2 separate regions of the Hordeum vulgare genome follow, and region 2 is linked to region 1. The links are chromatin contacts, called in public Hi-C maps. All regions are on one chromosome and are shown on one strand. The core of a region is the stretch at or near the end of the contact, and the rest is flanking DNA. Distances in the headings are between cores, read along the strand shown. Region 1 has its middle 11 kb from the start of LOC123411502. Region 2 has its middle 69 kb from the start of LOC123411511.

Region 1 (5,759 bases), core at 1,666-4,165:
GAGAGGGAGGTGACAACCGGCCGGAGGTCGTTCGGAGATGAACGCCGTGCACCATGGCGCATGGCTGCTGCCGCCGTCCTGCGAGCTCGGGAAGCAGCAGGCCAGCAACCTGGATCATACGTAGGTACGCGAGCGGTGGCGGTGGCGACGCGTTATCGTTATTAGTTTTGTGGATTCCGGGGAGGTGATCGCCTGCGCCCGGAGCTATGGGCTGATCCCGGAGTTTGGTTAAACAAAAGGGACAGCCAAGTGTCAACGAGGTACGACCGTACGAGGCGTCGCGTCCGGATCGGCCTCGGCTTTCCCCGGAGGCCAAACGGCAGCTCCAAAGAAAATAATTGTGCAGAAACGCGAATACGTTGTGCAGAGCCAGAGCTGGTAAGGGGCGGACTATGGGCTGGTAAGGAGCTATTGGCTGACGGAGATGGTGTTGACCTGAGTATATTATATACTCCCTCTCCATTTAAATAATTGGAATTAGAGAGAACTAGTTTAATTTTTCCAAAAAAAATTATATTTAGATGCAGAGGGAGTATGTTACAAGTGCCCCCTCCGATCTGTGCTTCCCGCACAACCAAATATATGTCTTTCATGAAAGTATTGATTTCCGAGATTATTAATTGAGGAGTACATCTTTTAAAGATAATTTTATCTTTTCAGGTTACGACAAATGATGCATTTCATGCATGTCATTTGTCATAATCTATGTGTTTTTTTTCATATATCTGTACTTTTAAAATGTTTTGTCTTTTAAATCGTGCGTTTAAATCTTGAATCGTTTTCATTGTTGGATTCTCGTGTCGAGATCTTTAAAACTAGATCCCTAGTCGATAGGTTTTAACGAATATTTTTTATGAAAAAATATGCCCCTTGCGGTAAGAAAAAAACAGAAAATATGTTTTTCGTGTTTTATTTCCTTTCCGAGAGGCACGGCCGTGCCTCTCACGAAGGCAAACTCATGCTTTTTGAGGAAGCAAAACCGTGACTCTCACGAAAAAACATGTTTTTTCTTTTCGAAAGGTACGGGCGTGCCTCTTGCGAAGGCAAAATCGTACCTCTCACAAGCAAAACTGTGCCTTTCGTGAAAAAAAATACGTTTTTTTCTTTTCGCAAGGCAAAACCGTGCATCTCACGGAAACAAAACAGTGTCTCTCGCAAGAAAAAAAAACATTTGTTTTCGTTTTTGAGAGGCACGGTCGTGCCTCTCGTGAAGGCAAAACCGTGCCTCTTGCAAAAAGAAACACATTTTTTTTTGTTTCCGAGAGGCACGTCATGCCTCTCGCGAAGGCAAAACCGTGTCTCACAAACAAAAAAAAAACAAAGAACACATTTTTTCTCGCAATTTTTTTTAAGAATAAATTTCGTCAAAAAAATAAGAAAGACCGGCGAAAATCGAAACACCAAAAAACAGGGAAAAAATCTAAAAAACAAAAACGCATGCAAAATAAATAAAGAAAGAAATTCGGAAAAAACGCTCACAGCGCGACACATGACGGTGGCTGAGAATGCATCAATTGGCGACGAGTGGGAATGATTGTTGGGAGGCTCGCGAATGAGCGCTCGCTAACTAGTTGTTCCCATTGATCTCATTTGGTTTCCCGAAAAGCACAGTTATACCTCTCACTTATGCAATTTTATGCTTACATGAAATGCAAATATGTATTTCTTGCGGAATCACGTTCTTTTCTTCCCCCAAGCAGATTTGTAAAATAAAAAAATTAGACATAATGTTTTTTATTTCGATATGTACAAAAAATATACAATGTATATGAAATGTACAAATCAAAAATATGTATTTAGAAATATATGTTATATGTATATGAAAAGAAAATCATCATCTATACGAAAAAGAACAAAAAGATGAAAACCAACAAAGAAACAAAAAAAAATTGATGAACTAGAAACAACCAATAAACGTTCTAAAAACTAACAAGAACCGTAAACAAATAAACATACAAAAATGGAAGAAAAAACACAAAGAAACATTATAAAAATTGTGGAAAGGAAAGAGAAACAATGAAAATAAAAAACAATAAAAAAAGAAAAAAGTGAAGGAAAAACTCGCGAAAACCAAGGAAAAACAATGAAAACAAAACAGAACATACGTTTTTAGTACAGTATAGACGCAAGCGTTTATATACACGCGCATACACTCATCCCTAGGAATATAACCAGGAAAATAGAGAAATAGACTTCGGTATGGCGTATAGGGTGCGCTTGCTACTCGCGTATTCGGTGTAGGATGTTTTCACGCTCATTTTACTACTATGCTACTAATGTGTAGTTTAGGAAGAAAAAAACGTTTTCTGCTAATTTTGACAAAATATCGATGAAATAAAAATATGTTAACAGGTCTAAAAAAATTGTGAATTTAGCAACATGTTTGCAAATTTGAAAAAAAAATGTGAATTTTAAAAATGTTCAGGAATCCAAAAAAGGTTTCATGAATTAGAAATATCTTTATAAATTTCGCTAAATATTCAAGATTTCCAAAATATTCATAATTTTTAAATAAGTTCATAAATTCATAAAATGTTGGTGACAAAAAAAATGTTGTATGGTTCAAAAAAGGTTTGTGATAAGAAATGTTCTCAAATTAAAAGATACAATTGTTGGTAAAACACCCATGAGCTAAAAAATCAGAAAACTTGGAAAACAGGTAAGAAACAAATTTTGAAAAACAATATATTCGAAAAACTAATTAACCACATAAAAGGAGTAAAAATTGGAGCAAAAACAAAACAACAACCAGCAAACCTGTGTTTTCAAAATATATTCCCGAAATTAATAAAGGCCTCAATTGGCCGGCCCATATAAGAGATTATCGATGTGGTTCTGAGTGCTAATGAAGGAGCGCACCTTCACCATGCAGAGCGTACGGTGTGGCGGGAGCTCTTAATTGGCGAAATCCCTATTTGACGCTCACCGCGTTGTCCTGTCGGGGTTTCGCATAGACGCACCTAACTAACGTTTGGGAATGGGCCGATCCATTTATATGCTACACCTTCGGTTTTGGGAACCTTCTAGAATTTTTCACCCGATTTTTGAAAAATTGAGACCTCTAGAAGGCCTAAGCCAACACCTTCGGTTTTTCATGTTTTGAAATATTGTTCAACATTTCAAAAAATATTATTTTTTTTCTAAATTTGTCCACGAATTCAATAAAATGTTTATAGTTTACAAAAGTTTTACAAAATATTTTTGGAAATTTCATAAACTATTTTTTCTCTGATTTAAAAGTTTTCTAAAATCTTGAATATATTTTATTTTAAAAAAGTTCCAAATTTTAAAAATATATAATTTTCCTAACTTCGTAGGTAAATCGAAAAATGGACTGGTTTTCAAAAAACATTCTTCAAATTAAATTTTTTTTTGCTTCAAATACGGAAAGAAAAGGAAAAAAGGAAAGAAAACCGAACCAAAAAGAAAAAAAAATACGCAGAAAAGGAAAAAAGAAACAGAAAAATATTACTAAATTTTTTTGAAACCAAAAAATAACTGGGTCGGCGCAACTCGGGCTAGTCCCTGTGCGTTGCAGCCCTTGCCTGCCGCATCGAGCGGCAGGTAGGAGCTCGCATTGGCAAAATCCCTATTTGACGCTCTCTGCATGGTCCTGTCAAGGCTTGGCACAGATGCACCCAGCTAACGTTTGGGAATGGGTCGGTCCATTTATATGCAAACACCTTCGGTTTTGAGAAAATTTAAATATTTTCAGCCAATTTTTTTTGGTTTTGGGAACTTACTAAAATATTTCCTGATCCGGTTTTTTTGTTTTCTTGTTTCTTTATTTTACTTTTTTGTTTCTGTTTTAAAAATGTTTTGGATTTTCAAAAAATGTTTCAGAATTTGAAAAAATGTTTCGGATTTGAATTTTTTTCTGAAATTTGAAAAAATATTTCAGAATTTTAAGAAATATTCAGAAATTCGAAAAAATGTTTTGGAATTTAAAAAAATGTTCTTGTATTTTTACTAAAATGTTTCGCATTTTTCGAAAAAATGTTCCAAAACTTTAAAAATAATCCGAAATTTGAAAATATGTTCCGGAATTTGAGAAAATGTTTTGAATTTTTAAAAATGTTCCAGAATTTAAAAAAATGTTCAGGAATTTCCAACAAATGTTAAGGAATTCGGAAAAATGTTCCGGATATGAAAATATGTTACGGACTTTTAAACAATGTTCCGAAATTTAAAAAATGTTCTAGCAGTTTAAAAAATGTTCAGATATTTTTACTAATATGTTTAGGTTTTTTCAAAAAAATGTTCCAAAATTTGAATAAAAAACCGGAATTTGAAATAATGTTCCAAAATTTATAAAAATGTTATGGAATTTGAAAAAAATAGAAAACCGATTATTATTATTTTCAAACAATAAAATAAGCTGGGCCGGCCTAGGAGCATTCTATCCCTACATAACTCCACTTTTTTTGTGGTCTCCAGATTCGTTGTTGGTCGCTAACTTGGGCCGACCTATTAGGATGTCCTCCTATGTGTGCGGGCCGTAATTTGCCGCAGAGAGCGACAGATAGGACTTCCCCTAATTGGCGCTGCTCGCTCCAATTCGGTAAGCTGGCGCTCACATCCTCGAGCTTGTGGGTCGGTCCAACAATCAACTTCGCTTGTTGGCTTCCATTCGCTCGATCGCAACCTACTGTTGATCGGTTAAGTTCTCATAAAATAATACTCTCTCTGTCCCAAAATAAGTGTCTTAAGCTTAGTACAATTTTGTACTAGAGCTAGTACAAAGTTGAGACAGTTATTTTGGGACAGAGGAGTACTATTGATCGATCAAACCGTTTGACCATTGACTTCTCAAAAACTGATCTAAAAAAGTTCATTGATTGGAAAAATAGTTCAAAAGTTAAAAGAAATCATCAATTTTTTTAAAAAAATCATCAAATTTAAAAAGAGTTTATCCATTTTGAAAAAGTTCATTGGACTTTTAAAATAACATCAAGTTTGTAAAAAAATCATCGATTATCAAAAGAAGTTCATCAATTTTTAAAAAATACATCGAGTTCAAAAAAAATTCATTGAATTCAAAAAAAATCCACGGATTTTAGAAAAAGTTCATCGAGTTTGAAAAAAGTTCATCCAATTTACAAAAAATTTCATAAAATTTGGAAAGAGTTCACCGATTTTCAATGAAAAAATCATCGAATTTGAAAAAACTTCATCGATTTTAAAAAAGGTTCATCAATTTTGAAAAAAGGATCATCGGATAAAGTTCATCAATGTTGGAAAAAAGATCAATGAATCCAAAAAAAGTTCATCAAAATTGAACCAAAATTTGTTCAAATGATGAAAAGGGATAAAAGAAATGAAAACCCATTCTAAATAAAAATGAAAAGGTAAAAAAAGTCATAAGAAGAAAAGAGTGTTCAAAGAAACATGAGGTGATGTAGGTCGTGTGGCTAGCGCGTTGTGCGAACGACAAGTAGGTCCTTGGTTCGGATACCATGAGACGCGTTGAAGTTTTTGGTTCCACAAAAAAAAGGCAAGATGGGCCGAGCCCAACTAGACGCGCCTTCACGTGCCCATTCGCAAACGGGCGCTTAAGCGCCAAATAGGAAACATCCGGCGTGGCACCGTGATCGAAGGGGAGATTCACAATGAGTTCTTCCTATAAATTCATGGTCTCAACAAAAAATCAAAAAGGAAATTGGGTGGAGGGAAGGGCTGCTACGTCAACAAAGGTCCTTCCCCGACAGTGGTGCCAGAGATCCTTCTGTCGTCTCTTGAGCTTGCGTTGGTTTTTCCCT
Region 2 (5,759 bases), core at 2,288-4,787, 230 kb before region 1:
CCTTTTTCATATGGTTTGAAAAAATATTCTATACTTTTGTTTACACATCAAAAACATTTTTTCTATACACATTTAACATTTCTACGCTTTTGTATAAAAAGTGATTTTCATATATATATATATATATATATATATATATATATATATATATATATATATATATATATATATATATATATATATATATATATATATATATAGGACTAACTTTCTGTACTCCTGGATAAATTTACTCCCATTCTTAATATACTTTATATACGCATTGGTTATACCTCTTTATCATTTTTAATATACTTTATTAAATATTCTGAGAGACCTCAATATGAGTTTTGTTGAGAAAAAAATATCAGTTGCGATGTACTCTTTATAATATACTTTTTCACGTGTAAACAAAACAGTATATACGTAAACCTTTAAAAATATGTAAACTCACACGAATTTTTTCATGAAACTCACTTTAAGGTATCTAATAATTATTAATGAATTATATTAAAAACAATAATGAGGTATAAAAGACTCATCTATGTGGTACATGAAGAGCGGGAGTACGTACTCCCAAGAGAGAGAGAGAGAGAGATAGAGAGAAAGTCTATTCATCATCCAGGTGCAAAATAATTTATTCTTCACCCAGATAATTTTACGACCGTTTCGTAAATAAATTACATTTGGAATACCGATAGTTACATTAATATTGATCCATTATGTCAAATTTGATGTAAAAAATTAAAAATATAGGTTATAAGACCAGAAAAAATCACATTTCATATGTATTTAACACTATGTTTTTATGTTTATAATTTGACGTGACATAAAATATTTTTATGATGATTATATAATTTTTTACGATCTCTTTTTACATATGAAATAAGTAAAAGCATAAAACTACGGTACATTGATGAAAAATAGAGGCAGTGAAGGATAACTATTCTTCACCCAGGGTGATGAAAATAATGAAGAAGAAAAAATCCAAAAGAAAAAATAAAAGAAAACGAAAAAGAATGGTAAAATGTGAAAATAATGAATAATAAAAAATCACTGGAGGCCTGTATCCTAACTGGGCCGGTCACATTGGACGGCTGCCTTCAGGAAAAACATGGGTAGTCCCAAAATACCAGTTTCGTTTATTAGAAAAATGCCCTTGACAGAAAATGAAAAAAGCAATCTGATAGTAAAATAAATGGACATTTGTTAAATTTGTACCAAATCTGCGACAACTAGTTTGGATCGAGGGGGTATAAGAAAAAAAATGTGCTATATCATAGCAGATATAACAGAGGGGATTGCGTTTCTAAGGGCTTGTTCGATTAATCCCTTCCACGAGGAGATTGAAGAGGATTGAATGAGATTGAGTTAAAATTTAATTTGTAAGGAATATAACCCCTCCCAATCCCCTGCAAGCTCCTTCAAATCTGAAGTAATCGAACACGGCCTAAGGGATTGTTCGGTTAATCTCAGCAAGGAGGGGATTGGAGGGGATTGAGATGAAATTTGACTTGCAGGGGATTTAATCCCTCTCGATCCCCTCCAAACCCCTTCAATTGGGAAGGAACCGAACAAAGCCTAAGGGGGGATTGCGTTCGATTGCGTTCCTCGTGCTAAGAGCATCTCTAACGGTAGCGCAAAAAATCCGCGCCCAATAAATTTTTTAGCGCGTCACTGTAGCAGTTTTGAAGCGCGGGGACCGGAGCATCTCCAACAGACGCACGCTAGTGCGACGCCCAATCCAGTCCGATCCAGCAGTCCGATCTGCAGCAGCTCAGAGTTTGCTGCGCGCGAAAGCCGGCGCACCAAATGTGCTGCACGCGATAGCGTTTTTGAGCGCGCGCCCAAAAGTTTTTAGCGGGCGCAGTGTTTTGCAGTTTCTGCTGGAGCAGTCCGGCGCTCAAAAAACGGATCTTTTAACGCGCGGAGCAGTTTTTGAACGGCTGTTGGAGATGCTCTAAACTGTGTGATCGTACCTCTCCGTCAATTTTTGAAATGAAGATTCAGGCAGGGAATCTGCCCCCCGTCATTAAAATAAAACAAAACATTTGTTCCCGATCTGGCGTTTGGCTTCCGGGGAAAGCCGGTCGATCCGGAGTTCCGGACGCGACGTCTCGTGCAACGTACGCACTTGGCCGTGAGGCGTTCGCGTTTGTAGACGCAAGTGTTTTCGAAGCTTCAAACACTGCAAGCCACACGATCGACATCAACTTGTTTGACCCCACAGCGGATCATCGATGACTCTCGGCGTCTCGGGTCACACACGCCGGGATCGGCGGTAAAGCAAACAGCAAGAAGCGACATCGGGTCGTCGTCTTCCTTCACCGCCGCCTCGGCGTCCATTGTCCTCCGCTCACCGAGCTATGACCACTGCTGTTTTCCATGCATGCGCCGGCCGAACCTACAGCACGCGCGTTTGTGCTCGGCCTCCTCCGGTTACTGTCAACGACCGATACGTCAATGTGCTGCGCTAATATCTTGACGAACCATCTCTCCGATCTTTCGTTTTCTCGGTTGCTTTATCGAGCAGGGAAATCGTCAATGGCGGAATGGAATCGACGTTTCGATGGGAGAATCACTGAAGCGCGATCGCTCGTTCTGGGAGGGATTGATTGGGTTTGTTCTAACCGGCCCTTGGAGATACCCAAAAGAGGAGGGGATTCGAGGAGGAATATTGCCGCGGATAGAGTTCGTGAGCGAGCCTACCTCTGATTAGTTTTTGCTCAATAATTGCGCGCGGCTTTGACCCTGCCGATCCACGACGTGTCTGCTATGCTTAATTATGTGTGTGTGTGTGTGTGTGTGTGCCGGACTTGAGCAGCAACCCAGCTCTATGCGTTGAATCCTCTACAATTATTCTTCCCAAGAATTACTTACCTGTCTTTCTTTTTAGTTTACTTGAGCAAAACATTATATAGTTTCCTTCCTCCGATTTGAGCTTTGCCAAATTTATAAGTTCAGATAGCCAGTCAGCATGCCAGCATGCACACGCTTAACTGTCTACCTGAGTATATATGATTATATAGTTCATGAATGATTCAGTCGGTGTAGTGAAACGCATTTAAAAATGTCAGTCTTGCGATCTCGAGCTTGGAAGAGCCGCGATACATGAGTTTACTCGACCAAGTAAGCAGAGTGCCTTGGACTTGTATACATGAAAATTAGTAATTGAAACCTGGTCAATAGTTGAAACTATATCAAAAATAGCGTGAGAGCAGACCCGTGGAAATTTAATCTATATGTAGAAACTAGCGTGTGGTATTGTAATTTAGTCTGGACAATACTTGAAACCTGTCGGCAAGGTCACATCGCCTGGACTACGGCCCCTGTACGCAGAGACGGAGAGAGATGTTCTATTCAACTATCTGAAAAAATGTAAAAACCATTACAGTATTAAAGGCAGCAACAGAAAAAAAACTCATACAGATGTGAAAGAACGCAGAACCCTAATCACATCCGATGCAAGTTTCAGTTAACACCAACACCTAGACTCGTGTGATTAGCCGATTAATTGATTTGCTAGTTGGGTCGACTGGCAAGCGATTGAGCTAGCACGTAGCCATCTGTTTGCCGGGAGCCTGCTCCCTAATCAGGAGCCCAGGTTCGAGCTAATCCTCCTAGGGATACACAGATGATTGCTCTCCCCAGCTCACGAGTCAGATTCTCCCATGCTCAATCGCCCAACACATTCTCGCGCCATGTGAATCTCATTCTGTCACGCATGATCCAACTGCATAATGCATGGGTCTACTGGCAGGGAAATGGGCTGCAAAATATCTTGATCATGTGCTTGTAAACCAGCAGACAACTAGTTTTCCTTGTGCATAGTACTGCCGATGATTGGTGATCCAGTTGTCGCAATTTGGGGAGGATTTCTTTGTCGAGCTGTTTCCCGTAATTTCATCGGCGTTGATCCAACTGGAGCGGAGTTGAATACTCTGCGTGCATGATTAAGCCATTGGCCGCATACCCAATTAATGCCCTGACAAAATGGTTGGGTTGGAAATCCACATATCGTGTTGAGAACTTGAGATGAACCCAGCCGGATCGCAGTACCGGTCGGTTTAGCTTGATTTCTTTCCTGATTGCTGATAACGAAGTGCCACCCTCCAGCATATATGACCCGTGCGTGCTCCAAGCTACCATCAGCACTTTGTTTGCTCTGAAAAAGAAGCGATTTAGAAGCGTTAGGGATACTAGTCCGACTACTAGATGTTAAACCCGTAGTTCCTACGTTTAATTAACCCCTCCCTTTCCGAAATTAACAAGCATTTCACCATTAGAAAAGAGAGAAAGATCACTGTGTTGTCCGGTTCGTCGCGGGATGCATGAATGGTTGGATTGTTTTCTTACGTCGACGTACTAATTGAATATGTCACCGTTTCGGCCTTGGCGTGAACCTAACCAAGCAGTTGTTGAGACTATTAACATGAAGACTATCTGGCTAAATGCGAGGACCAGGAGAGGCTTTCACCGAATTTTCTAGCACAATTATTGGCCCAATTGCACGTTAACTTTTCTCCAGTTCCAGCCTTTTTAAAATCGGTTTCGTGCGGGTCATGGAAGATGAAACTCATCTAGCTGCTACGTAGCTAGTCGGAATATTCAGCAGTGGTAGCTGTGGTACCACTTTACCGCAAGTCGTTGTCACAAACTTTTGTTGAATCTTTTGGCAGATCGACTTCATATGCAAGTGGCGTAACCTCATGCCCCGGAACAGAACGGCACATAAGCAGGCGCAGTGCCGTGTGTGCATGATTGCATGGCTTGATGGATAATGCTGGTTGCTCAGCTGATATTTTCCTTCCTTGGTTGCAGATAAACACAATTGGTCTATATTTTTTTAGAAAAGAAGGAAGACCCCGTGTCTGCATCTGGACGATACATGCAGCCACTTTATTAATTATTCACAAAGATCTTATAAAATAATACATCAGTACATCTAAAGCCACCATCTCGACAACATATGTAACTACTCGTATCCTTGATGAAGGGATGTCGATAGTCCGAACCGAATACCAAACAAACTTCGCATCATAGCCTAACATCTAAAACCAAAGACCCCAACCGAGCCACAGTGTCGGGTCTCGGGCGCACAACGGTCCGACACACTCTCAGAAGCCGTCGCAACCGTCTCCATCAATCCATCTTCAGAGTTGTACCGACACATCGACCTTGCGAGGCCTATCTGCCATCAACGCCACCACGACGCCAGACAACACCACCATCCTGCGCTCGTCTATCATCACACGCCCACCGTCGAGACACCGCTGCTCCATGCCGCCGAGATCCGTCGTTGTTGACGTGCGAGATTCCACGCCGCTCCTCCAATACGAACACCACCTGCTGACACTGGTTCCATCCCCTCCGCCTGTAGTTTCTCTAACCGAGCACCCGAACGCTCCAGGCGACGTCTTCAAGAAGGACACGGCACATGCATTGCCGTCGCCGCCCAATCTGATGAGATTTTGGGTCTTCACCCGGGCATGGGGTCGGGATGGAGGGAAGGGACCTCGACAACGCTTGCAAGAAGGATAACATCGACCTTGGTCGTCCCCACCATCGGGATGAGCGAATCATCTAGAGTTTCCTTCGGTCCGCTGTCATCTCTACCAACTCCCGTGAACGCACTGAGGCCGACGACCGAGGTCGCAAGACACCAAGTGCAGCGGGCAAGAGCCTGCAACGTGGAGGAGATCCACCTGTAACTTGCCACCCACGCGGCCAAGACGCCATCCATCTGTCACCCGCGAGCGTCGCCAACCAAGGGCGCCACC

Evidence for each region. Hi-C and Micro-C count contacts between places; a contact is called where the count stands out from the background.
Region 2: a contact with region 1 is called in a Hi-C map of leaf, with 6 times the contacts expected there. The contact joins two enhancer-like sites. A contact is called at or near these places in 3 of 6 Hi-C or Micro-C datasets (leaf and seedling).

The regions. Positions count from the first base shown.
Region 1 is chr1H:376,318,902-376,324,660 of MorexV3_pseudomolecules_assembly, reverse strand. No RefSeq gene overlaps it. Among protein-coding and RNA genes, the nearest start is that of LOC123411502, 11 kb to the left of the region's middle. Within about 2 kb of position 2,915, at least 3 of the 3 cell types and tissues checked have open chromatin away from gene starts, as enhancers often do. A contact at or near this core is called in leaf and seedling, where this site is marked.
Region 2 is chr1H:376,553,614-376,559,372 of MorexV3_pseudomolecules_assembly, reverse strand. No RefSeq gene overlaps it. Among protein-coding and RNA genes, the nearest start is that of LOC123411511, 69 kb to the left of the region's middle. Within about 2 kb of position 3,537, at least 3 of the 3 cell types and tissues checked have open chromatin away from gene starts, as enhancers often do. A contact at or near this core is called in leaf and seedling, where this site is marked.